Regions from separate parts of the Mus musculus genome. Here regions 2, 3 and 4 are each linked to region 1. The links are chromatin contacts, called in public HiChIP or PLAC-seq, Micro-C and promoter capture Hi-C maps. All regions are on one chromosome and are shown on one strand. The core of a region is the stretch at or near the end of the contact, and the rest is flanking DNA. Distances in the headings are between cores, read along the strand shown.

Region 1 (6,908 bases), core at 3,014-5,513:
ACAGTGAGCACTACAGGAAAAAGCAGTAATCCTTGTTATTATTTTTTAGGGTGAGAACAGTATATTTTAGGGAAGGTCCCCATTCACCAACTGTCCTACTCACTTGAAAATGGAAATAAGGAAAAATGAAACAGGGCTCTTTAGGGCTTTACGCATATGCATGTGAACTCTCGCCCCCTTGGAGGGAGCACCAAAGGGCAGCAGTGCAGTGACACTCTTAGAGCCCAACCTCATCTCCCTCTTGCTCTGGTTTGCTCCACCAACGCCTTTTCCCACACAGGCAAGTAAGCTACGAGCTGGTGAGGGTTCAAAGGGACACAGTAAAGCTTCTGACAACGTGAGAGATATTAGAGTGGAGGGATCATTTCTTTCAGACTTGAAAGAGACAAAATGGCAGATCCCATTGCTACCTTTCCCAAATGTGTGCAAAAGCAGACTAAACATGCTATTTATGTGAAAACCCTAGGTGGACTCCCAGAATTCCCTGTGGCATGTCTTGAAGGGGAGTAATAGCGATCATCTGTTCCTGGCTGGGCATGAGGCAGCTTCTCACATCTACACCATAACAAAGGTTTCCCACTGTGGAAGAAATGATGCTGTTTGCCAGAATACCTCCCATTCCTTCCTGGGACAAAGCTCAACTACATTTCTTTCTCTCTCTTGCTATTAACTATTAAGTTGGTGCTGAGTTTTAAAGCCTGTAAGAAGTTCTGTATTTGCTTTCTTCCCAGTTACCTAAATGTGCATGAACAGATGGAAGACATTATTCTTGAAAATGGGTGTCAGGAAGCAAGGAACTGAAATTTTGCATTTGTTTCAATTGTGAATGTATGCACCAGAAGTACATGCTATACTTAGGGCTTTGTCACAATAAAACTGTAGTACATTCATATGATAGTATAGCTATTGCAGGCATCTCTAATGTAATTTATACTATTCTCAAACCTGCCCAGAAATAACTAATCCATACACATATTGCTAGACTTTTATTTCTTACCTACTAAAGCACATGTATTATTGTTACAGACATTTAAAATCCTTGACGATCCTATTTCAGTAAAATTTTCTCTTATAATCCATGATTGTGATGCCTTTTGGAACACCTCCCCTCCACCTCCCGAGAAGAGGTCCTTAGCTTAAGCTTTACCAGATTATCAAAGGTACTGCAAAAAACCTGTTCTAGGTGGATCTTGAGTACCGTTTACAGAGCAGAGCTCTTTTCCTCTCCACCTAGTCTCCACCTCACTCTACAGACCCACACTGCTCTGCAACAGTTTAGTTGCTTTATGCAGAGCACTATACTGTAACTACTAAAGTGACCCCAACAAGGTCCACGGTGGCCTCTGGTTGGGTATGACCCAAAGATGAAGAACAAGAAGAAGTATTAGATAGGGTCACAGGGCTGTCTCAGAAGGCAGAAGCAGGTGCATCCTATAGAATTCAAGGCCAGCTGGTCTAAAAGGAAGGAAAATCATCTCAGGAGATATCAACCTGGAAGGAAGGTGAGATTGAATATAGGAAAGGAAGATGCAATTATGCCGTGTATGCAAACAGTTCAATTGTAATTGTATTTGTATGAGAGTTATAACTGTCAGGCAAGAATCAATCTTTTCTGGTATTTTTCTCTTTATCTAATAGATGAGCAGATGTTTTCATTTCTCAGGTCATAAGGGCTTCTGAATTTACTACATCTCAGATGTAGCCTTTTAAAACAACTCTTATTAGCCCTGTTCTCAACTAACAATAATGAAGAGACATAGAGTACCCGAAGTGATCAGTATCTCCTACATCCTTCTAGAGAGATTTTTAAAAGATGTAATGTTTTAAAAAAATCTGTTTATTTAAATAAATTCTTCAGTGATAAAAGTTTTTTTTTTTTTTTTTTTTTTTTTTTTTTTTTTTTTTTTTAAGAAAACACAGTTCTGTGTATAGAACCCAGGCCTTGTGCACTTTAGGTAAGTGACTGTCTGTCTAGTAAGGTTATAAGACAGGTAGGAGTCTGATGACACATCTGTTTTGTTCAGTTTTACCTCTCCCTTTACAGTCTTCCCTTATCTTGGATCAGATGAATCCCACGGAAACTCTAAAACTGCTCTTGGCACATGGACCCTGGAATTACATGACATAATTTTTTTCTGGAAGAACTACTGTGGTATTTTATTAGTACGACTAAGCCTGTTACTAAGACAGTAGCGTTTAAAAAGGTACTTGTTGGTGTGTGTTTTTAATTATTTGTGTGTACTTGTGGGCACATGTGTAGCAAGGTCAGAAGACAATTTTTGGGAGTTGGTTCTTTTCTACCACATGGGTCCCAGGGACTGAGACTTAATCCACCAGGCTTGGCTGCAAGTGCCTGGAGCCCCTGAGCCAGCTCAGCTTTTCTTTTACCTTAAAGATATAGGAATAAAGAAACAAAAATAAGATCTCACTAGCCCAGGATGGTTGCAAACTCAACATCCTCCTAGCTCATAAGAACTGGGATTATAGACATATGCTACTATGTGTGCATTAGTGGCTTCTTAGAATGTTTTTAGCAAGTATAATACTTTGCTCTAAGTTTTTGTGTAAATTTTCACAAATCCCAGAGTGAAAAGACAGCATAAGGAACCCACGAGGAGACATTTCTCGCCTTCAACAGTTTTTACAAGGCTGACGTTCTTATTTTATTTTTAGACCTTTTCTGCAGTCCTTACGATCAAACCCAGGGCCATTCACAGGCTAGATAAACACGCCTCAGCGCCCCACTGCAACCCTTCCCCTTTTAGGCTGTTTATCTTATTTGAATTCCTCATCAGAACTGCTTTTTGTCCCTTTATTTTTGCTGGTGTATATTAATTCAAATTCTACCCATCATATTAGTTAATCTGACTTAAAAAAAAGTATTTTTGTAGGATAATTACTTCATTTTACATTTAACACACTTAATAGAATAGAGTCCACGTCCCAATTTTGACTGGGTGACTAGAGAATGTCGTCTTGGTTTGTTTGAATGAAGATTGCAACAGTACCCCCCCCCCCCATGGTTGTTTGGTTGCTATTATCTTTAGTTTACTAGAAAATTCTTGTGCTTGTTTTGGTGGTAGTGATAGCCAAATCCAGCATGCTAAGCAGGAGCAGGACCACTGAGCTACACCCCCAGCTGCCCATACTCTTTAAAATACTACTTCTTTTCTGGAGAGGCCAGGACATTCTTCTGTCAAATTTCCTATTGCCCTTCATTCCCATTCTGCATTTCGCTGGCTGCATAGTCTATCGTTCAACACATCCTATTTTCTATAAAAAGAAACACTTGTTGGATTTCAACAAGAAATCTTCCTTTTAGCAAGAATGCGGCAAGGGTAACACTGTGGACACCTTCACTGCATTCAGGAAGAAACCTAGCACAAGTACAAAAGGGTGGGACAAGATGGGACTGGGCAGGCCAAGCTATGACTCAAAGGGGTACAGAGGAGGCGGGGCCAAGGAAGAGAATACCTCAGGAAATGCTCTAGGAGATGGAATCCAAGTCCTCTGAGCTGTCCTGGACATCAGTGCTGTCACTGCTGCCACTGTCTTTGCTTGTGGGGTTCTTGGGCAGGCAGGCCTCCCCAGCATCAGGAAGTGTGCCGCCCTGGGTCTCCTCGGAGCCCAGAACCACATATCTGTTCTTCTTCAGCACCAGCTGCCTTCTCAGCTCATCAGTCATCTGAGAGAGATCCCGCTTCATGGCGTAAGCATCTTCACCATCAGCATAGTACTTGGGTTCCACCTCACTGACCTGGAAGTTGAGGGTGTTAGAATACAGGTGCAGGGCCGCCCTGTTGCTCTTCCTGACGTGCAGGGACACGTACTTGGCGCCGAAGTTCTCGATCATCGCCCGTGAGGCCTGGTCCATGAGCTTCTGGGCCAGGCCGAGGCGCCGGTGTGAGCGCTTGACGGCCAGCGAGGTGATGTGCCCGTGGGGAACATCATCGGGGTCCTCCTCCATCTTGGCCAGGACATAGCCCACGATCTTGCCGTCCTCATCCTCGGCGATGTAGGAGAGCTGGGGCCACGACAGGCCATGGTAGAAGTAGTACTTCATCTGGTAGTTCTCCGGCAGGCAGAGCAGGTTGCAGTGCTGCATGTTCATCAGGTCGTCGGGCCGGGCATTGCGGATGTTCATCCTGGCGTCGTTGCCTTGGCAATGGACCTCAGCGGGCCAGGCCGAGCAGAGACCGGTGGCGGGAAGGCCTACGGGCGGAAGGGGCGGGGCTAAGGGCGCTTCCGGAAGTCTGCTGTCCCAGCCCGTGAGGCTTCCTGTTCTCAGGCCTCAGTATGTTCACATTTGGGAAAGGGCGGAGCGAGAGGAGCTGAGTCCTTCTCGGTTTAAAAGGTATGGGACTCATTGCATACCTGCATGTGTGTGCAGTGGTACATGTGCAGGTCAGAGAACTTGTAGAAATCTTATCTTCCAACGTGTGGGTCCCAGGGATTGAACTCAACTTGATGAGCCTTCTATTTGGACTCAGTTTTTTTGGTGTTTTTTTTTTTTTTTTTTTTTTTTTTTTTTTTTTTTTTTATTAGATATTTTCGTTATTTACATTTCAAATGTTATCCCCTTTCCTGGTTTCCCCTCCCACTGCTCCCCAACCCACTCACTCCCGCTTCCTGGCCCTGGCATTCCATTATACTGGGGCATCGCGCCTTCACAGGACTAAGGACCTCTCCTCCCATTGCTACATATACAGCTAGAGCCATGAGTCCCACCATGTGTTTTCTTTGGTTGGTGATTTAGTCCCAGGGAGCTTGGGGGTGGGGTGGGGTACTGGTTAGTTCATATTGTTGTTCCTCCTATAAGGCTGCAAACCCCTTCAGCTCCTTGGGTACTTTCTTTAGCTCCTTCACGGGGAACCCTTTGCTCTGTCCAATGGAATGCTATGAGCATCCACTTTTGTATTTGTCAGGCACTGGCAGAGCCTCTCTGGAAATGGAGTTACAGACAGTTGTGAGCTGCCATATGGTTCTGGGAATTGAACCCAGGTCCTCTGGAAGAGGAGCCAGTGCTCTTAACCATTGACCTAAGAGAGACTCTTGGACTCAGTTTTAGCCTTTTAGTTTGTCCACGTCTGAACAGCCCTATGTAACTAAATAAACCAGATTGTCAATGCCATCATAGGTAGTCTGTTCTCTAATCCTCTGGAGTCCTACCGAGTAGGTCTCATATATAAAAATCACACTGTCCTCATTTTTTGTTTGTGTATTTTTTTTATTCACTACATGTGAGTTTCAGCCATCTTGTTCAGACTGAAGCTTTGCTATAATTTCGTTTGATATTCCATTTTCTAAGTTTTTATTTTTTGTTTGTTTTTTCCAATTCACTGGGAAACTCTACTGTTCATGGCTATTTGTGGTATTTCCAGTTTGGAATAGTATGGAAAGCATGACAGAATGTTGTTGAATATTTATGTACATATTCACCTGGACTGGAGAATGTAATGGTTTTCAAATGTTATAAATATTCCTAAGCAAATTTCCAAATTAAAAAAAAATCTTCTTCATTCTTCTTAGAAATATGTGCCAGGTTACAAAGAATGAGACTACCCCTCCACATGAAGGGTTTGGACAAGGCAAAACCCTTGAGCAAGAGGGTGTGCTCAGAAGAGTGAACACATACAAAAAGCACCTTTGGTTTTTATTCTAATTCTAGGGGAGGCTGTGTCTTTTTCCCATGGCTGGGGGCCTTACAGTCTTACTCAGATGGCTAGTCTGAAAAACAAACAAACAAACAAACAAACAAAAAAACAAAAAAACAAAAACAAACAAACTGGTGCACAGAAAATGAAAGGGGAAGGGACCACTGTTCCAGGACATCAAATTCCTGGACTAGAGCAGAGGACCTGTATATAAATAAAGGTTTTACTGGGTAGAGAAAATTAAAACATTAGCATAAAGGTCTTACAGGTGAGGGAACTAGAAAGAACTTAATTCCTTGTCCTAGATACATGTCTTATAGTATTTGATGAAAAGTCTCATATCTGATATTTCTTACATTGGCAACGCATGTGATTTCTCCATTCTTTTCCTATTATCCATTCTTGTGCAGCAATGGATGTATTGCACTGTGGCATATTTTGCATTTTTCTGGTGACTAGTGACAATGAACACCTGCTTATTATTTGTTCTGTTTCCTTTTTGAGAAGTGGCTGCTTAAGTTTTTGCTTATTTTTTTTTATTGGCCTGTGTTTCTTTTCTTTCTCTCTTTCTTTTTCTTTCCCTTTTTCCCATTTCTTCTCCATCAGTCCCTCCTTCCTTCTTTCCTTTCTTGCTTGCTTTCCTTCCTTTCTTTCCTTCTTGCGCTCTCTCTCTCTCTTCCTTCCCTTTCCTCCCTTTCTATCCCCCTCCCTCCTTCCTGTTTTCCTTCTGTCCATTTTTTTCTTTTTTGAGGCAGGGTCTCTCTTTACATAGCCTTAGCTGTCCTGAAGATCCAGTCAAATTTACTCTAGGAGCCATCAGGGTGTACTCACAATGTAGAGCAGGTTGGCCTTGAACTCACAGAGATCCACCTGCCTCTGCCTCCTGGATGCTGGGATTAAAGGCATGGGCCACCTGCGACATGAATGGCCTGTGTCTCTTCTTTTTTTTTTTTTCCATTTTTTATTAGGTATTTAGCTCATTTACATTTCCAATGCTATACCACAAGTCCCCCATACCCACCCACCCCCACTCCCCTATCCACCCACTCCCCCTTTTTGGCCCTGGCGTTCCCCTGTACTGGGGTATATAAAGTTTGCGTGTCCAATGGGCCTCTCTTTCCAGTGATGGCCGACTAAGCCATCTTTTGATACATATGCAGCTAGAGTCAAGGGCTTCGGGGTACTGGTTAGTTCATAATGTTGTTCCACCTATAGGGTTGCAGATCCCTTTAGCTCCTTGGGTACTTTCTCTAG
Region 2 (6,908 bases), core at 1,848-4,347, 1.5 Mb after region 1:
CCATAGCTAAATGAAAAAGTAACACTAGGGTAAAGCAGAAGTGTCCTATTACTAAAAATTAAAATGACATTTTGGACATGGTGGTTCAATATTTTAACCCCAGAACTCCGGAGGCAGAGGCCAGCAGCTCTCTGTTACTTTGAGGCCAATTTGGTCTGCACAACAAGTTCCTGGACAGCCAGGGCAATACAGAGAAGCCCTGTCTTGAAGAACCATCTAAACAAACCAAAATTAAAACAGCTCAATCTGACACAATAAAGGAATCAGGTACAAGACCAGAGATGTATTTGTACCAGTGATGTATTGAGCTCTGAAGTCCCCTCCGTAAATGAAGAAACGCTAAACCCGAATCTGACCAGAATTAGAAAGCCTATGATCTAGTTGTTTACTGTTTTAGAAGAGCAGGCATCAAAAGATGCTAACAACATTGAAACTATTTCGATGACTAGCTCTGAGACTCTATGGCTCTGACAACAGAAATCACACTCCTGCTGTCTTGACATATCCCACAGAGGCAGCCTCAGGAGGGCTGATGAGGGAGCAGTTCATTTCCAATGCAGTTTGCTTTCAAATCAATTCCCTCAAGAGTTGCTTAGGAGATGGGCACCTCTATTTGTCTTTTCTAGACACACCACTCCTGGATTCCCTGTTTCCTCTATGGCCCAGTCATTGGTAGGGCATTTATGTACATGACATAAAACAGTTTAGGGTTTAGATTTCTCCTAGTGTTACCACTTGGTTCAATGGTTTCCATATCCAGATACTAGTCTCTGAGTTACAGCTGAAAGACCCTAATAGGGATCACTCCACTACGTCGAACACCTCCTTTACTTTGCTTGGTTCAAATCTAATAGTTGGTCACTAAAGTATAAAGACGGATATAGTTTGATAACATACTGACAGGCCATTTTCCTCAAACTCAGACAACTCTCCCTAAGCAATTAAAATATCTTGGGAACTATGTTAATATTACACACACACACACACACACACACACACACACACACACACACCCATCACCAACATTCTTATCCCCTCCCTTGCTCCCTCCCTTCGTCTTCCCTCTCCTTTGGAAGGGTCTTAGTCTTGCTATATAGACTAGGGTCTGGTTTCCAATGTACAATCCCCCAAATATTGGGCCTTCTGTGTAAGTGTGTGTGTGTGTGTGTGTGTGTGTGTGTGTGTTATTTGAGCAATGGAGAAAATACAAGCACAGAGAAGTGAAGGTTTATTCAGTTAGGAAGGAGCGAAGGCATGCAGGTATGCAGCATTTCCAGTCCCCGTGCAGTGGCTTGGTACAAATTAAAAGAACCATATAGATTATAGGGCAACAAATTGTGCAGTGGAAATATGAACCAGAGTTAAAGGCATGAGGGAAGCAGTTCCTTGGAGATACCGAGAGAAAGAGGATAGAGTTTCCATCCTGAGGGCTCTGGCTGTGAGAAACTATCTACTGATGGGTCACAGTGACCACGTTGTGCAGGAGGAGTGGAGGACTTCCTTCTCCATCTGGCTTTGCTTTGAGGCAGAGCAGGAAGCTGCTGCAAGGACATTTCACACAACTGAGAAAAAGCAGAGAGGGGAGGGAACACAAAGGCTCACAGGGGAAATCAAAGGGTTAGCCTTCCAGTGCCTATTGAATTTTGCAATTAGGTTTTTATTATTAATCACAAAAGCTATTATGTGTTCTATGCCAGGCGAAGCTCACCCACATGATCTCATTGGAGCCTCTCGACCACTCTTGAAGTCTATGGCATTATCTGCAGAGCTGTTCCCAGGGTGACTAAGGGCAGAATTCAAACAGCTGAACAGTGGGTTGAGAAGTGACTGAGAGGGGGAGACCATGGTCTGCATTTGGGATACATTTGGGATAATTTGGGATAAAAGGATTGAGAGTCTACTAAAGACCAGACCTGTGCCACTCACTGAGTACTGGTTTCTAGTATTACTCCAACAAAACTCTAGGAGGGTTTATCATTCCCCAACAAAGGAGAAACTAAATGTTGAAGGCTCATTGTGACCTGCGAACCTATTTCTTTTCAAAAATGTCAATGCACCAGAGATGGGACAGTTTCCCAAAAGGGACATTGACTGAGAGTCCTACTGCCAGGAGCCATGGCAAGGGCATAGTCTGCTTAAGCCAATTTAAATGTCCGTTCCATTCTTAAGTATGTAGAGATCCTAGAGTAGAAGTCAGGCAAGTCAGGCTCCCTGGGTTTGGAGCCCAGTTCTGCCACCTGCTAGGAATCATCTTTTCTCTCAGTCTTTTAGTCTGCAACATGGGATTTGTTTGAAGGTTCTTTGAAAACAATGCACAATGCCTACGGCCCATGATTTGTGATATAGGCCTGGATCCCGCGTGCTAGAGAGGCTGAAGCAGCAGGGGTCTGAGGTCAAGGCCAGCCCTGGCTACACAGTGAAATCCTGTCTGGACACAGGGGATGACAAGTACCTAGGATATGTTATTTGCAGTAAACAGTGCTGGCTAGCAGTTTAATGTTTCTCTGACACCATAGGGTGCTGGCATGGCGTGGACAACAGAACTAGTTATATTCGAGTCTGCACACCAGGTTCTTCCTAAAGGCCCTGACTCATTCTCACATCAGCTGTCTTCAAGGAAACCTATTGAGAGAGGTCTGACAGTGCGAGCTGGACTTGTGGTAGTTAGCTTATCTTTTTAAAACATGGGGTGGAATTTCATTTTGTTTATCTCCTCCGAAGAAGATGAGGATGTATGTGAAAAGAAACTCTATGAAGAATAAGCTGTAGGAGGGCAGCGCAGGTGTCTGGGTACAGGGCCCTTCCAAGTGTCCCAGGGAAGGAGCCAACTGTGGTGTTCGTATAGTGGTGATTTTATATGGAATCAGCGGAATACAAAGCAAACTGCAAATAGCCAAAACCTCTACAACAAACAAAGGGAACAAAAAACAAAAAATAAAATAAGAACAAATAAGGGAAAAGAAACTGCTACTTGCCTCTGCCTTTTTGCTAGGAGGAATGTAGCCACTTGTGCTCAGATTTTTTAAAAAGTCCCTCCTACTCTTCCTCCATCCTCCCCTCGCCAGCGCCACCTGCCCCTCCCCGTGCGCCCTCCCTAGTCTCTCCCTACCCTTCTGGTTCTGGCTCCCTGGTTACTTCGCTCCAGGCTTCTCTCTTCTGGAGGTAGTCTTGCTCCAGCTGCCTTAGGAAGGCGAGCCAGAGGCTAGAGGGAGAACTCGCTGCAGGCGGACCGGACAGATCAGATCAGGACAAGAAGGAACAGAACCAGTCTCTCTATCTCTGTCTCTCTGTTCGTCACTGTCTCTGTGTCTCTGTCTCCCTGTCTCCCTCTTTCTCTGTCTGTCTGTCTGTCTTCACACACACACACACACACACACACACACACACACACACACACACACCACACGTCCTCTGAGAACTCAGCTGGCTGCGACAGCGCACACCCCGCCCCGGCACGCGTCCCAGGCTGGTGGAGCGCAGATCCAGATCCCCATAGCGGCAGCCCGGCCGGGTGTTCCCAGTCTCAGGTGGCACGGAAGGGAGAGCCCGCGCTTGACAACTCGGCTGCGCTCGCCCAGACCTTCCGCCCTCCGGCTGGCCGGCGAGAGGAGCTGAGCGGGCGCGGCTGCCACCCAGAGCCCACCTGCCGACCCTCGCGGCCTCGCTCCAGCTGTGCCCGGCTCTCAGTGTCCCGCTCCGCAGCTGGAGCACCACCCCGGCTCTGCCGCCGTCCCTTTCGCCTCCGAGGTGTCGCGGGCGACCCGAAGTAGAGCGGTGCGACAGCAGGACTTCGCTATGGCCGGGGCGCGCGGGCTGCTCTGTCTATGGCTAGGTTACTTCTGCCTGAACCTGGCACAGGGACAGAGACCAAACTTGCACCTCCCGGGACTCCGTGAGACTGAGCCAAGCGACCGCGCGACAGGTGGTAGCCCGAGTCCGGACCTGAGGCCGCACGACAAGGTGTCGGAGCATATGCTGTGGCTCTATGACAGGTACAGCGGCAGCAGTAGAGTCCAGGCTACCCGGACACCGGGCTCGCAGCTCCCGGGTCCTCAGCCCCTGCGCGGTGGTAACACGGTCCGCAGCTTCAGAGCCGCAGCCGCAGGTGAGTGGGAGGGAGAGGGAGCCCATCCCACCCCGGGGTGCAGAGGACAGCCCCTCCCGCCGTGCCACTCCACTCCGCTGTCTCCTGGCGGTACACTGTAGGGACCTTTCTCATATGCTGCCGTCTGGTCCCCTCTGCCCTCTCGGAATTTTCCAGGGACGTTCCGGATAAGCCTAGTTTGAGCCCAACTGAGACGGGAAAGCAGAAGAAAAGCTGGGACAGTGGCAAGGCTTAGTTAGAGGTGCAGCAGGAAAGAGGCCAAGGGAGGACACCCAGGGTCCAGAAGCCCTCTTCCAGGCACCCCTACGGAGATCTTATGCTGATGATTTAATTGCTCTGCTCGGCATAAATTCCCTCCGACGGGCTTTGGCAGCGTTTAGATCGAAGTGAATGCCATGTTATGCCAACCCTGGGCCCAGAGAGAGAAAAGCATACTCAACAGGCACTTCTCCAGACACAGAACTCACTCTTAACTCCTGCGACCTTTGGGTTGCTATATCTGACACGTTCTTCTTGATAGTCCCCTAGTGGCAAACACACAAACAAAACCAGGTGCGTGAGTGTTTAGATTATTTCTAACCCATCTGGCAAATAAGTCTTGCGAGATCCAAGCTGGGAAGCGTTAGCTTGGGAAGAGACCTCCTCTGGTGGAGAGTAAACACCTCTTAGTATCAGCGATGAAAATCTCATCTTCCCGGTTTTTTTTTTTTTTTTGGTTTATTTTTTTCAACACAGATCCTTGAGGCTGAAATTCATGGCTTAAAGCCACCCCACCCCACCCCTGCCAGCTCCTGTGCTGAAGCGAACAGTTTATAATAACAGGGTGAGGGCAAAATCTCTGGACACTCACTGTTGATCTGCTTTAAGGATGCACTAGGGTTTGTGTACATTACCTTCAGGATTAAAGGAAAGGTGATTGAAAAGTCTGCCTTCCAGACTTGGGTTGAAGAACAGTCAGGAATGTTCAAGGGTGGAGGCTGTGTCTCTAGTGCTCTCTCCATTCTGTCCAAAACACTAGATGAATTTTCTCCTGACCTCACTCGTGAGGGCTGGGAGCGGGGAGGTGGGGATATCCACCAAGGAAAGCCACTGTGAATTCACTCTGGAGCTCACGGGCACGACGCCATTTACAATAAATGTGAGTTATGCTTTTAATGCAGAGAAGAAGTCTTTAGCTAGAAGCTGAGCTAAGCCAAATTTCACTTGCTTCGTAGATCCACGGTCAGGATCTGAAAAGAGCTGTCCTCTACTTAGGACCTAGAAACCTATTCTGCCTGCTGCTGAGCATTCTAGCCACTTGAAGAGACAACTCTAATAGCCCTGACACCAGTGACCCATCTGTTTACATTAGTGCATTGCTGAGGGCAGAGCTGAGCCAAAGAGCACCGTGGGACTAACAAGGTCTGGAAGGAAGCTGGTGGGTGGGCAAAGCAGGTGGCAGTAAGGAAGATATTTAAATCATCCTGGCTTCGATATTTCTATTTGCTTATGTTCCCAGAGAGTAGTTGGGGTGTCCAAGTGACAAGCCATTTTTGCATTAACAGATTTTATTTTTAGCGCGTGTAACAACATTTGAAGGTAAATTTGGATTTTTTTTTTTTTTTTTTTGTCTCTTCCACACATACTGTTTAGCTACTGATTTTAGACTAAGTCCTGGGTAACAACTATTTACCATCTGGGCTCTCGCTCTTTCTACTCATTGTAATTCCAGTATCCATTGTCAGCCTCACTGTGTCTTATACCATCAGATGATAAACTCTTTAGCAGAGGCCAGACACTCCCTTGAAATGATGGCTTGCCCCTGTGAACATATATACAAGGCTATGCTCCCTGATAAGAAAAGTAATTCTTTAGCATCCTACAAACTGTCTTAATGACTTATTCATCAAATGCAGACACATGTGTGTGTGTGTGTGTGTGTGGTTTTGTGGAAGCTGAAGTGTCATGTTACCTCCCTAGAGACTCCTGGAGAAGTGGCTCAGGTTGGACTCTTTCTAAGAGTGTTTAGTTGCTCACACAGTGAAAGGATTTTGTTATAAGACCTGTCTGGCTGTAAAGTGGCAGGACTCCAGAAGGGGCTAAAGCTTTTGTACTTCTTTCTCCCTTCATCAGCACCACTATCCAGATACGCCCTTCGTTGGGCGACCGGAGTTGATGTAGGCAAAAGACACTATCTTGTGTTAATAAATTAGATCGACCTTCCCAGTTCAACACGCTGAAGTTCCACAACATATGTGCCCCTCTCTACCAAAGATGTTGCAGGTTTTGTGGGTGGTCAGGTGCCTGTGCTCCGTGTACGGAGTGCCCGATGGTCTGCCAGGTTCTCCGAGGGAGAGCTTACTCGGGCTGCGTGATACACAGCCTTAGAGAGCCATTTGCTCCCTGGAGCTCACCTGACTAAAATCATTCATTGTTCTAGACCTAGAGTATCTGAAATGTAGCTGCCGTGGTCTCCCTCTGACAACTTCCCTGACGGTGGGTGGCATTGATCCTAAACACACTTTCTGCTAAACTCTGCTCCCCTCTCTCAGCTCTGGGAGGTCAATGTGCCAAAACCACGAGCCTGGGGGTTATGGGGGCCGTATCTTGTAGGGGGCGTGTCTTGTAAGCTTTTCCTCTGCTATGTAAGAGTTTACGTAAAGGTGAGCTTTATCCTTCCCTTTGCAAAAGGTGATTCACAAAATTAGGGATGACAAAGAAGGCCAGGCTGATAGAAACCCATCATCCGGAGACAGAAGGGCATGGGATTAGCTTTTATTTTAATCTTGGCTTAAGTTTATCCTTAGCTACTACGGGCTGACAT
Region 3 (6,908 bases), core at 2,392-4,891, 1.2 Mb before region 1:
AGTGTCAAATTTTTCAGTGGATATTTATAATAATTTTTTAAAGACTTATTTGTTATTATACATAAGTACACTTGTAGCTGTCTTCACACACACCAGAAGAAGGCATCAGATCTCATTACAAATAGTTGTGAGCTACCATGTGGTTGCTGAAATTTGAACTCACAACCTTCGGAAGAGCAGTCAGTGCTCTTACCTGCTGAGCCATCTCCGAAGCCTGGATGTTTATATATTAAAACTTTCACCGAATATTTTGAAACTTTAGAAAATCTCACTTTTAACTTACAAATTTTAGAAAATACTAAGATTATTGATTAAGACAAAGATAAGATCTAACTAGGAAAACTGAGCGTTTGAAGATTCATTTTCTTACTTTGTATTATATGTTTATATATCTATATGTGGTTGATGTGCACTGAATGTAGGTACCCTCTGAAGCCAGAAGAGGGTGTGAGATCCCCTACAGCTGTCAGTCACTTGTGAGCTGCACAACATGGGTACTAGGAACCCAACTCTGGTCCTCTGAAAGAGTACAATGTTCCTTTCATTGCTCAGCTACCTCTCCAACCCCCCAAACTAGTATTTTTAAGGGACTTAATGAAATCATTCACACATTCTCACTACTGTCTTTATCCTCATTCCCTAAAACATAAAACAAGCAAGCAAGTAAGCAAACAAACCTCTTAAATTAGAACCAAGTGAAATGCAAATGCCTCTAATTGCCATAAGGGGGCTAAGGCGAGAGGATTGTAAGTTTTTGGTAAACCTGCTCTACAAGACAAGACTCTCAAAAACAAACACTTAATTTTAAAAAGTATAATTCTTCTAACCTTTCCACTGGTTTTACTTTACACCCCTCACCATTATGGTTTTCCAAAAACATAAATTTAAATTTAAAAAAATTAAAACTCAATAAATAGCACATTTACTACCCACTCTATACAAAATAGAAACAGCAGATTATTACAGGATGGTAGAAAAACTCAGAAAGATGCTCCCAAAGGTTTTATTTACAAGAATCTGTCAACCTGAACTAAAAGAATTATGTAACAGTTTTGTAACATTTATTGTTTGTGGCTGTATATAAAATCTACTTCTTTCATCTATTCTGATGTTTGATTGTAATCAACTTACAGAACTTAGGATCCTCTCCCAGGGACTATGTTTTTAAATTCATTAAAAAGTAATGAAACTAAAACTAATCAAAAATAATAAATATAGCAAGTTTGGCTATTTTCTATAAACTAACATGCAAGGCTACATTGACAATTTTACGTCTAGAAAAAAAAAAAGGACATCTCATATGCTTACACAGACTTTATGTATATTAAAGGCCTCTGAAATACTTTTTCTCCTCATTGCTGGGACCCAAACCCAGGGCCCACATATTTGTACACAAAGCTACATCCCCAGCTGTATTTTCTCGACCCCCTAACTCACAATTAAGCAATATTGCTACAGGTAATTAATGAGTATTTGTACTTAAAAACTTTTCGATACTTATAATCAGAGCAGTAGCAGGCAGTAGTAAAAGATCGCATCTACTATATGCCAAACATGTTTTCTCAATGGCCTCTCACAACCTTACTGAAAGAGTATCATCTTCCTGATACAAGAAAACAGATACACAAATCCTAGACATCAAGAGAACATGACAATAAGTATTAATGACATGGCCATGGTTCTAACTAGTCTGTAAAAGTTAAGACCCTTTTCCTATTAAACTCCACACTTCGGCTGTTCCTCGAGTAATGTTGATAGAAACAGCTTTTTACTTCTCCTCTCCCCACCCCCACCCTCCCATTGAAGAACATACTGTTTCTCTGTGAGCCTAGGTTCAGAAAAGAGCAATCTCTGGTCATTACAGTGACCACGACCTAAAAGCTTCAAATGATACAGTATTGTGTGACTCCACCCACAGTCAAGGTCTAGCTGTGTGGTCTAACTAGACCCAAATATAAAAAGTGAGGTTAGTCGGCAACTAAAATACCGTTTACATACAGTTCTGAAATGCCCTATTCACTCAGTGGCAGATTTACCTTTATTTCCGCTTTTTGTTTTGAGATAGCTTTCCAGGAGCACACAATAAATTGACCATAGAGGCTGATGATCTAGGTTTGGGAGACTTAAGGAAAAACACGTTTGGTTGCACATGACTATCTCCATGGAGAATTAAGATAACGAGAATCAGTAAGATAGCATCTAAAACTGCTGTAGCGTGCCTTCACTGTGTACAAACAGCTCAGCTAAACTCCTGAACACAATCCGCCTAAACAGTCTAAGCTAAATAAGCCGCCGGTAGGGTTAAGATGACAGCTCCGGGAACTTCCTCTTCCTCACTGACCTCCTCAGTTCTGTGTCCACGCCTTTCCCTCTAGGAGGCAGGATATAAGCCATTTCAAATTCACAAAATTGATCCAATCCCACCAACACCACAGGCCAACAAGGCCAGTTTCCCTTTCTTCCTCTCTGCCTTTCCAGAGTGATTTCCAGGGAAGTGAAAAATCTAACCAACGATAAAGTATCCGCTGCAACAACTGCAACAACAAAGAACGTATTTACTCAAGCCTCTGCTCGCACAGCCTTAAAGGACGGACGGAAAGAGGAGATCCGAACCCCACGAATTCCGAGATTTCCTGTTTTGATTCACTTTCCCTCGGGTTCCCCACGCCAGCCTGGGAAGGCCTGCAGTTAGAACGCCAAAATATGCCTTCCTCTCCCCTTGGGAGACGCGGAGGCGGCACAGGCGACCACGATCCGCGTGTCCCGCCCCCGACCCTCACCTGGCCAGGCCCGGGGCAGCGCCCGGGGCCCGCGCGAGGACGGAGTCCCAGGAGCGTCTGGGGAGGCCACCGGGCGCGAAGACGGTTAGGCCGCGCTGCAGGCCGGCGCGCTTCCTGCCGCGGCCCCGGCCTCGGGAACCGCGGCCCGAGCCCCCGCTGCCCGCCGCCCGCCGCCGTGGGGGCCGCACTGCCTCCCGCGTCCACGGCGTGGGTTCCCGCCGAGCCGTTCTCACCTGTGAGGCTCTGAGCCCCGGCCTCGAAGCGGAAGGACCTCGACGCTCTGGGGTCCCCGACTCCGTCCCCCTCCCCACACGCACACGGCCTGGAACCCGCGCCCCCTGAGGCGACGCGGGCCGGCTCCCGCCGCCCGACACACACACACGCAGACACACACACACGCGACACACACGCACACCCACTCGCCGCGGGGCCGCCTCCCGCCCGCCAAAGTCCCAACTCACACACCCACACACGTTCGTCCCTCGCCCACCTCACTTCCCCGGGGAGACGCGCTCCCCCTCGCTCCACTCCCGGTCCGACTCCGAGGCACGGAAACACTCTACCTCATTCTCCTCCGCGGGCCCTGAACGAGCACCAGCAGCCATTTCCCCGCGGCTGGGGAAACACACACACACAAACACGCGCGCGCGCACCAGGGCCCCACAGATGCTCCCCTCCAGACCTCAGACGCAAACACAAACACCCACGCCCGCCCGCTCACCCCGAGGGGCCGCGGCGGCGGCGGGAGGCCGGGCCCCGGAAGGCGAGCGCGCAGGGCCGGGAGTCGAGGCCCGCGCCCCCTCCTCACCTGCATTCAGCGCGCCAGGGTCCGGACGGCGGCGACGGCGGCGGCGGCGGGGCGGCTGCTGCTGGGGCTGCGGCGGCGGGGGAGGCGGCGGCGGCGGTGGCGGCGGGGCTGAGGGCAGTAAAGACATGCAGGCAGCCCGCCGGGGGGAGAGGCACCGGCCGGAGGGGACGCGGGGCGGGCGGGCCGGGCCGGGCCGCCTGAGGAACCACCGAGGCGGCGGAGGGCGGCCGAAGGGAGCGCAGAGCAGACGGATCGGGGGGCGGGGAGGGGGGACGCGGGCCGCGCCGCGCAGGACCGGGGCGACCGGGGCGCGTAGGAGAGGGCCCGCGGTCGCCGGAGACGCCGCTGCGAAAGCCTCGCGGAGCCCGCCCTTGGCCTTGGCCTCCTGGCGCTGAGGCTGCCGCCGCCGCGGGGGTCGATGCCGAGCCGGGTCGCTGCCGAGGCCGGGGCCGAGGAGAGAGAAAAAGAGAGGGAGAAGAGAGAGAGAGAGACGCGAGCTTTCGATGCCTTCGCTCTAATTCACACACGCTCACAACCCCGAGGGCCGGGGAGAGAAGTCCAGGCGCTATCGCTTTAGAGATTAATAACAAGGTGCAGAGAGTGCGAGGAGGAGGAGGAGGAGAGTTGATTGACGTGGAGGGGCTGGCGGGAGTCAGTCACTCCCCGGCGCCGAGGGGTGGGGTGAGGGGAAGGGGGCGGGGCCCCGGCGCGCCGCGCTTCGGGAGTTGCGCGTGCGCGCGGGACGGCCAAGCGCCTGGCTCGCTTCTTACCGTCGCCCTCGCTGGTGTTTTGGGAAAAAAAAAAAAACTGCTTTATTAGATTGAGTGGAGGGTAGAAGCCGAGAAGACTCGTACGATTAGCAGAACCTAGGTGCTGATGCTGGGGATGGGGAAGGGACACGCGGGTGCTTGCACTGTTTCCTGACGCTGGCCCACGCAGGCCCACAGCAGAGCTCAGGGCATTCTGGGTGGTTAATTAAGGAGACCTCAGGTGAGGTGGAACGACCCAAGGAAATGTTTTCTGACGTCCTCAGTGGGTTTCTTGACTTCTTCTTCTTCTTTTTAAAAACAGCATGTGTAAATTGCATGGCGGGAGGTGGGTTTAAAAGCCTATGACGCTCTGCGATAACCCCGTCCTATTTTTAATCCTCTCTCGCGATAAAATTGTATTTGGCAGTTTGCGGCGGTTACGGAGTGAAAACATTTAAGTGTAAACTGGAAATATTATTGGTTACCGTGTGAATGGAGCTTGCTATTTTAAGTCCGGAGGATTTTACTTGTGCCACCTGAAGCTTCTTCCAACAAAGCTAGAAGCAAATTGCATGTGCTCTGCAAGGCAGAGTGCTGCCTTGGATTTTGCACTTTTCCGTCTCTCCCGGCGCATGGCTCTGTGCTGGGTATTTACCGACGCCGGTCCAGAGTCGATTCAATATGTTTTATTCTCAAATATATGTTGTTTTCAGCACTCTTAAGGCACCGTGTTGGTTGCCTTTTTCTCAGGCCTTGTTATTGAATGTTTAAAGCCTTTATCTTTTGAGAGAAGAAGGGGGTGCAATTATAAATGCAAATTATTTATGGAGAACTGAACTGCATTTTCTTCTTGTTACCAGGAAGTGTGAATGAGTGAAAAAGCCCCTCTGGGTCAAAAAAAAAAAAAAAAAAAAAAAAAAAACCTACCAGCTACCTTTTTTCCATCCTGGTTCAGTTTCTATTTCCTACTAGCAACTTCTCCCCCCCCCCTCCTCCCCACCCCCATACACACACACACACACACACCAACAGCAACACTTTATGTAAGAGGTGTTAAGATGGCCTTAATCATGCAAGAAGTCTATTCAATCCCAACTGGTTTAGTCCAACCTGACAAGATACTAATAGTAATTAGTAATCTTTGGCTTTGTAAACAACAAAGCCAAACAACAAAGCCAACAAGTTACCCCAGGAGGCCAGAATAGTGAACCTGCCTGTATAGCACCTGACTAAGTAAATTTCTTGACACATACTCCCAAAATAGAAAGACTAGCAAATGTTGCAAAGGGGGAAAATAAAGACTTCAGAATTTAAGTCAGATAAGTGTGATACTTACATGTCTCACATGTCTCCAAATGCCTGTAGGTAGCTTTCTAGGTCCTGCACAGTAAGCACACATACATGCCAGTTGTGTTGTGTTCTTTCCCAGCACGGGAAAGACAGTCAAGCCGCTACAGTCCTCACGCCTGTGGACTGCACAGTGCTTGCAGAGGAAGCTGACACATAAACAGGAAGTTCTCAGAGAAGGAGCCAAAAATGAAAGGTGACACAAATCAGATGAACAATGCCTAGAAGGACAGATGGAAATCGCTGGCGGTTTTTTTTACCTCAGCCATCTGATACTCCCCACCATCTACTGCCTAATAACAGGAAGACAGAGAGCAGCTGCAGATAGAAAGAGTACTGACAAATGATGAGGCTTGCTGGTCTTGAGGCCCAGATTTACAGGGTCAGTGTTCACTGCTGGTGTCTTAAGTTTTAAGTAGTAAATGTTTCCCAGTCATTGAAGACAGGGGAGGGGTAATTAGAACATTTAGAATAAGGAATGTGGATGTTTATAAAAAAGCTCAATAGGGTGGGGGTGGGGGGTGTTCTGTAGAGATGCTCAGTGGTTAAGAGCTAAGTGGCTAAGTGGCTGTTCTTTCAGAGGCTCTGTTTAATACCCAGCTCACAACCATCCCTAACTTCAGTTCTAGGAGATCTAATATCCTTTCCTGACTTCTCTGGGCACCAGTTTGTATCTCCTTGATGACTACTCATCTTTATCTGGATGGATACACTAACTTTCTAGAATTGATCATTACAACAATGTACACATTTAGAGAAATATGTTCTGTAAATAAGTACAACTATACATCAGTGGGTTGAAGAGAAACTTATCCTTTTAAAGAGGTGACTTGGAGCTGCAGACACAGGGCTCAGTCATTAAGAATCCTGCCTACACTTGTTCCTGCCACCCACAGCAGGCATCTCACAAATGCCTGTCACTCAAGCTCCAGGAGATTCAACACCCTCTTCTGGCCCCCAAGGGTACCCACACACACATGGCAAGCATACACAGAACCAAACACATAAATAAATAAAAATAAATCTTAAAAAAATATTAGTAAGATCGTTCAATGCATTTTATCCCATCTCATGAATATGAACAACTATAACTTGGTCTGGAATGTAGTTCATTGGCTTATCATTCTGTAGTACACACAATGCCCTAGTTTTGATCCCCAGCACCATAAATACATGAGCCAAAAACTTTAACTCTGAAATAGTGTCCTTGATGATAGTTCAGCC
Region 4 (6,908 bases), core at 2,416-4,915, 1.2 Mb before region 1:
GAAGGCAACACGAGCATTGGTAATACTTAAAATCAAGGTTGGCAGGCAAGCATTGGAAACTATGTCCACTGGCAGCAGACTTTTGATGCTGAAACCTAGAAGTGTCAGAGTAAAGTTAGAGAAGATAACAGGAGTTCAATTATCCATGGGAGGATTTTATATTTTTATACAGAATAATCACTCCTCCCCATGTTAATGTTAAACATGTGTAAATGTTTCTTAGGGAGTTTTTGTATGTGTGGTCCCTAGGTCATTATATCAGTATCACCCCAGAACCTACTGTAAATGCAAATGCTCAGGCTCCTACTCCATACTTAATGGATCAGAGGATCTTGGGGTGGAGAGCAGCCAGTCTGAGTTCGATGAGGCCTTCTTAATAATTCTTACACAGAAGTGAAAGAGAAAAGAATTAGATTTCCTTACTTTTTCTTATTTTTTTTCTTTCAACTCTAACCTCAAACAGGAGGAAGTAGCTTTTCTTCAAGTACAAATTTCCCAATGAACTGGGAAATGCTTGAAGAAGTCTGAAGATGTGGATCAAAACAACTGCAGGCTTAAGCACATATTTAAATATTTTTCCCCCAGGGAAACTAGCCAAGTAGGGAGGCTACTGGCATTTTGCCAGGACTGCTGGAGTGGCTAAGCCTTCCTAGAAATCAACTGGCAAACCTTGTATTTTAAGATGAACGACATAGACAAGAGACTGAAAATACTAATAAAAGCACTATCCTAGCATGTGTGGGAACAAGGATATTATGCATGGTTTTAATAAGCAGATGCTTCATTTTTTTTTATTCTGACTAAGAATTTTATCTGGTTCTTTAATAACAACATTTAGTATTCGTTCAGGGTTGACTCTGTGACAGACACTCTAGTACAGTTCTCAGAAAATTATCTCATTGTTAGCCCCATGTCACAAATAAGGGAACAGGGCCCAGAGGGTTATAGCTACTTGCTCCATTTTGCACACACTCAGGATTGGAATTCAGAGGCAGGAAGTTTGACTCCAGAATATTCCCCACTTAACCAAAATGGCTTTCTTTAACAAGGAGGGATTCTTATGTATCAAACATTCAGAGATTTGGTATATGTTATCTTTTCCTTACTGTGACCAAAATAACTAGCAGAAATGTCTTAAAACAAGAAGGATTTAGTTTGACTTATAGTTTTACAAGATTCAGCTCATCATAGCTGGGGAAACACATAGCAGAGTGGCTTGTGCCATGACCAAAAGCAAGCAGCAAGAAGCCAGCACTCAGCTGCCAGCTGCCTTTCTCTCATGTCCCCTTTGTTCTGTCAGAGCTCACAGGGCTCACAGCCCACAGGACAGTGCTACCCACATTCAGGATGGGTTTCCCCCACTAATTAATTCTCTCTAGAAATAATATCATTACCGAAATACCCAGAGGTATTCCTCAATCTCCTACATAATTCTAAATCCAGTCACGATGATAATGAAGTCATGATCATTATAATGGAGTGCCTATTTCAGAGTATCTTTTAATTTATAGTTTTTCTAAAGTCTTAAGCTAATGAATATCATCTATCTATCTGCAAATATCTGAACTCTGGATCTTACTGGTTGAATGCCATCAGATTCTGGTGACCAAAGCAGGCAATAAGGTACATTGAACTTATACAGGACATTGTTTTAATAATAATACTGTTGTAAGCTTATTACATTTTGTGAGTTCTGACTGGATGGTTGTGTTCTCATGGTAGGCATTTTCAGGTGAGGACCAACTGACTCCAGCTGTGGAGATGAATCTAAGAGCCAGCAACAGGAGAATTTGTGTATATTCTTAGACGGAGTTAACTTTAAGTATCATGAGGTGACTGCCAGTTTTCCAGCTCCCTCTTATCTATGCATCTAAGCACAAGGTTTGGTACTTAGTAGTTGCTCAGGTATGTGTGAAAAGAGCATAGAAGGAAAAGAGGACAAGCAGAAACAAAGTTATCAAAGTAGAGTCAAGTTCTAAGGTTTTCTTTACTTTTTTTTAAACAGTCGCAGAGCTTTTGAAGTAACTGCTTACATGTTAACAAGAACAGTCTATAAGTAACAATCTTATTCATTTAGATGGCTACTAGGTATAAATATAAAAATAAAGCTTCTGGAAAATTCCAGCTTTGATGAGGTCCATCTTCTGTGAGTAGCTTCAGGAAGCCAAGTTTTGCAGGCTTGAAATTCTTATCAAGTCACTAATTCATATAAGCATGGATTCATTTTTTTTTTTTTTTCAACGTTTACTGCAGACCTTCCTTCCGGTCTGACGCTGTGTGTAGTATGTGCTGAGGTTACAAAAATGAACGACATGATTGCTGCCCACAAAGAGCTCAAAGAGATGGGGAGATACATTGTGACAGCTGCACAGCTCTGTGTGCTCAACCCCCCACTAAATTGTACACTTAGGTTGGTAAATTGTATTATATAGAATAATAGGTCTCAGAATTGTTTCAAATAAATAAAAAAATTACTAATTCTGTTTATTACATAAAACCAGGAAGAAGTGGCCATAATTCAGTCCTGGAAGTATGAAAGGAGACTGCCAACAATGAGCAGAGTCTGAATTTAAATCTTAAGGGGAAAAAATACTGTTAATGTGTTGCATAATAATTCAAACAAAAGCCAGAGAGGAAAAATGTCACAGAGGTGAGAAATGTGTCTTCTGCCCTCCCTTCATCCCTCCCTCCCTCCCTCTCTTTGTGTGTGTGTGTTATGTGTACACTCGCATGTGTGTTAGGAAGGTTGTTGGTTGAGGAGGTAGGCAGAGGCCCGTAAGTGAGCCTTTGGAAATGGCCAATTACTGGAGGAGTTTATTCTTATGAATTAATTCCTGACCAGACTTGGTTTAGAGAAACCACACGGGCAGCTGAGACATAACGGATGTTTTTTTTTTGGGGGGGGGGGGGGTAGGGGGTAGGAAGGGGTCAGAATAACCTGTGCACTGGTCTCTAATTGGCTACGTAGAACAAAAACAAAAACAGACAAACTCCAAAAACCAAAACAAAACCCTAGACGTGTTTCGAAAACTCCAAGCAGTGTACTGCTCCTTAGGTCTGATCAGCACAGCTTGCCAGCAGCCGGAAACCAAAAAGCAGACGGATGAAAGATTAAGGTTTGCTCAAAGGGGGGTGGAAGGGGGTGAGAGAGTGGGACCTCCTGGCCCGCCTTGGGTGGAGGCGAAGTTTGATGGATTCTGTTTTCTCTTTGCTATGAAGAAGATTGAACTCAGAGGCGCGCACACGCTAGCTCCGCGCACGGTCGCCTAGCAATATTCATTTAAAGAAAAACCGAATCTTAAGAAGGCCAAGAGTATAGCGAAGGAAGCTGGGGACACTTCAGCTTTCTCAAGACTTTAGTCAGAGAACCAGGTTCCCTCTATTTAAATGACCGTTCGGAGTACATCTGCAGGGTCCAAAATTAAAAATAAGAAGGAATGAATAATTAATTACAGAGTTTTCAACAAAGCCATTCCCCACCCCCGCCCCGAAGGTTGATAAACCTTTGAACCCGAGCCACGAAAGGCAGTCTCAGACAGGGAACCGACAGGAACCTCGCCACGAGGGCACTGAAGCCAGGTCGTCCCCGCCCTGCTCTTCTGCTCCTACCAACTCCTTCCCCCTTTGCCAGCTTCCGCGCGGAACCCTTTTTCGCATTTCCGTGCAGTTGAAACCCGGGACCCACTTCGTCAGCACAATCCGGAACAGTCAACATGGCGGCGGCCGTAAGGTGCCTCCGTAGAGGTAAGAGGAGCAGTGTTCTTGCGTGGAAAGTAAATCTAGAGCCAAGTTTCCTGTTGCAGCGGAATCCATGGCAGAATCTCGTAGGCACCGGTCAGCTTCTCGGTCCTCGAAATGCTTCCGTGATCTTCTGGGCTCCACAGCCCAGAGGGTCATCAGTGCTTAAAAGCGACACTTAACGCAAGGGTTCTCTCTTGGAGCAGGTCATTTTGAGGATGAAATGGGAGCGGAAATACATTGGCAGTACTTATAGTCAGGGGTGAGGAGTACAAGGCAAGATTCTGTTGTGTGTGTGGGATAGCGGGCGTGTTCAGTTTGATAAGCGAGCCCTGAAGGGAAAGGTGGTATATGAAGTGATTTACATCTGTAAATATCTGAACCTTGGCGTGTTTATGAATAAAGGCGATTCCAGTTAGTAAATTTACAGAGGCTATCGTGTTTATCATTTGGAGACTAATTCTGTAGTGTTTTGTATAGCCATGTCTGAGCACGTTAGACATGGCTAATAGGAATTCACAGTGCCATATACACTATAAGATCTTTTTCATGTGTATGTGTACTTGGTCTATGTATACATGTTCACATGTGTGTGAGTGCATATGTATGTGTGCCCATGGAGGCTCTCTTCTGCCAGCCAGTATCCAGGCTGTTTCCAGAGGCAGAGTTTGTCACTGGACCTGGAGCTTGCGGATCCCACTGTCTCCAGTGAAGCCCCTGGAGGTGGGAGGTGTTGCACTGTGTTTACCCAGCTTTTATGTGGCTGCCAGGAATCTGAATTTCACCCCTCATGCTTGCACAGTAAGAGCTCCGTCACCTCTCATATGAAATTGATCTTTACTTTTAAAATGCAATCAACTCCCCCTCTTCTTTGACCTTGCAGCCCTTCTCCTTCCTCTATTTATTGTGTCTTGTCTCCCCACTGGCCAGGAACATAAGCTTCATAACCTTCCTTATTCCAGTGCTTGTAAAACAATGGTACTTAGACCATCCAGTTTACAAACTGCATCTCCACAATAAAAGTAGACACTGCTTTCTTGATTAAGTTTTGCTAAAAAACAAAAACAATTTGAGACAGGGTTAGGCTCCCATGTGTTGGGACAGGCATCTCCAGCATGCCCATTATTAAAAGTATTGCCTGTTGCATTGAACAGTATAATTTAGTGCTTTGTTTCACATGCTAGTGTAACCTTTTTGTGGTTGCAGATTATAATAGGTCTACTGAGCACTCTTTAAGTAGTGCTAATATGGAATTCTATAATGTGTTTTAAATTGATGTATCCTTGCTTACTAATAAGGTAATACTACTCAGTGGACAGCTTTCACACTATTGGCATTTCCTTTCTAGTTTGAAGTCTTTTTATCCTTCTTGTTTACTTTTCAATTGTGTTGCTCTTTCACACTCAAGATACAACTCGTTTGTCCAGTGAACATGTTGCAAATATACTCTACCCATTTTAGATTCATCTTTTCACTGTATGTGCATGCGGGAAGGTATGTGTGTACATGTGTGTGGATGCATGTAGTGTGATATTTCTCATAACTTTTCCATCCCATTGTTTTTGAAGCAGGGTCTGTCACTAGGACCTGGAGTGTGTTGATTAGCCTCGTCTGGTTGGCCAAGTGAGTCACAGCGATCAGCCTTCTGGTTTTGGAATTTGGAGGAAGAGTCACTGTGCTCAGTGTTTTTTACATGTGTGGTGGGGTGAATGCAGGCCCTCATGCTTGCATGGCAAGCACTTTGCTGATAGTCTCCTCAGCCTCAATTCTTAATTTTTAAAAAGTATATTTGATAAGCAGAAGGTTTGTTTTTTGGATTTTTTTGTCACTTTATTTTTTTTTATTAGATATTTTCTTTATTTGCATTTCAAATGCTATCCCGAAAGTTCCCTATTACCCCCCCTCACCTGCCCTGCTCTCCTACCCACCTACTCCCACTTCTTGGCCCTGGCATTCCCCTGTACTGGGGCATATAAAGTTTGCAAGATCAAGGGGCCTCTCTTCCCAATGATGGCCGACTAGGCCATCTAAGCAGAAGTTTTTAACATTTAGTAAACTACTTTTTGTTTAGTGCCTTTGGGCCTTGTTTGTGAAACTGTTCCTCCCCTAAAGGTTATTAGGACATTTTTCTTTATCCTGGAAGGCTTTTAAATATTAGCATTCACCTATGAGTGGGTTTTTTTCTTCGTTTGTTGTGGGAAATTTGGATGATTTTATTGTCAAGCTTTTTTTTTTTTTTGTTTTACTAATCTGTCTTTCTGTATTTGTACCACTACCAACATAAAGAACTATCATAAAAATGCATTTTTTAAAAAATGGATTTTTAAATTTTTGTTTCCAGACAGAGTTTCTCCCCATAACAGCCCTAGATGTCCTGGAACTTACTCTGTATATCAGGCTGACCTTGAACTCACAGAGATCTGTCTGCCTCTGCCTCCTGAGTGCTGGGGCTAAAGGCATTCCCTGCTACAACTGGCTTAAGTGCCGTTTCATTTAGCATGTAAAGAAATGGGTTTCATTGAGACATTTCCATGCATACACAGTTATAATTGGCTGGCTCTTTTTATTCTGTATGCTACCTTTTCTCCTTCCTGCCCCTTCTCATAACAAGTCTTGATCTGGTAGGGCAAATTTCTCACTTTTTCTGCTTTTCGAAGAACTCAGACAACTCTGTAAATATATCATCTTTAAAAATGAATGAATAAAATAGAAGCTATTTTTTAAAAATCTAGGGGTACATATGCAATATTCTCTATTAATAAAACTAAGATAATCTCTTGAGCTTAAATGAGGTTAAGGTAAAAATAGATGGAGAAGGTGTAATCGCTCATGCCTGTAATCACGTGTTGCCTATGGTTCAGTCCAGCCTAGGCTACTTAGTGAGTTCCAGGTCAGGCTAACTACAGTGAGCTCCTGTCTCAAACACCAAAACAAGTGAAGGGAAAAAGTAGTTAGATAAAAAGTAGTTAGATAATTAGATGCCTGTCCTTGCTTGCAGTCTCTCGACGTGTGATTTTTGTATTTTATCTTTTTCTTTTTTTAGTGATGCTGCTATGGCACACAGGACCTTGCGTGTACTAGGCCAGGAACTCTGTCATTAAGCTACACCCTGTTCTTATTGCTAGATACTTTGTGTGTTTGTGTGTATTTGTTTTTATGTTTGTGTTCAT

Evidence for each region. Promoter capture Hi-C pulls out the DNA fragments that hold promoters and counts their contacts. A called contact is a pair of places that touch in the nucleus more often than the background predicts. HiChIP or PLAC-seq counts read pairs in DNA pulled down with a chosen protein or histone mark.
Region 2: a contact with region 1 is called in an H3K4me3 HiChIP or PLAC-seq map of stem cell-derived neural progenitor cells, with 5 times the contacts expected there. The contact joins the promoter of Bmp3 here to the promoter of 4930467D21Rik in region 1. A contact is called at or near these places in 1 of 39 promoter capture datasets (hippocampal neurons) and 1 of 115 datasets of contacts at active chromatin or transcription factors (stem cell-derived neural progenitor cells).
Region 3: a contact with region 1 is called in a Micro-C map of embryonic stem cells, with 7 times the contacts expected there. The contact joins the promoter of Cnot6l here to the promoter of 4930467D21Rik in region 1. A contact is called at or near these places in 1 of 484 Hi-C or Micro-C datasets (embryonic stem cells) and 1 of 115 datasets of contacts at active chromatin or transcription factors (large pre-B cells).
Region 4: a promoter capture Hi-C map of embryonic stem cells shows a contact between it and region 1, with 2.6 times the contacts expected there. The contact joins the promoter of Mrpl1 here to the promoter of 4930467D21Rik in region 1. A contact is called at or near these places in 2 of 39 promoter capture datasets (embryonic stem cells and pre-B cells).

The regions. Positions count from the first base shown.
Region 1 is chr5:97,388,154-97,395,061 of GRCm38.p6, forward strand. It overlaps 4930467D21Rik (RIKEN cDNA 4930467D21 gene), which reads left to right and starts at 4,264. Exons shown (of 8, transcript NR_045981.1): 1 at 4,264-4,354. Naa11 (N(alpha)-acetyltransferase 11, NatA catalytic subunit) reads right to left here and starts at 4,177. Exons shown (of 2, transcript NM_001033191.2): 1 at 3,475-4,177. The coding sequence starts at 4,144. The coding sequence ends at 3,488.
Region 2 is chr5:98,851,318-98,858,225 of GRCm38.p6, forward strand. It overlaps Bmp3 (bone morphogenetic protein 3), which reads left to right and starts at 3,098. Exons shown (of 3, transcript NM_173404.5): 1 at 3,098-4,105. The coding sequence starts at 3,796. Gm34563 (a long non-coding RNA gene) reads right to left here and starts at 3,190. Exons shown (of 3, transcript XR_389376.3): 1 at 3,110-3,190. RefSeq lists a silencer at 1,480-1,984 and a promoter at 2,322-3,185.
Region 3 is chr5:96,158,349-96,165,256 of GRCm38.p6, forward strand. Cnot6l (CCR4-NOT transcription complex, subunit 6-like) reads right to left here and starts at 3,642. Exons shown (of 12, transcript NM_144910.2): 1 at 3,589-3,642. It overlaps Gm52799, which reads left to right and starts at 3,447. Exons shown (of 2, transcript XM_030254979.1): 1 at 3,447-3,543; 2 at 3,791-5,598. The coding sequence starts at 3,447. The coding sequence ends at 4,407.
Region 4 is chr5:96,206,450-96,213,357 of GRCm38.p6, forward strand. It overlaps Mrpl1 (mitochondrial ribosomal protein L1), which reads left to right and starts at 3,666. Exons shown (of 9, transcript NM_053158.3): 1 at 3,666-3,744. The coding sequence starts at 3,714.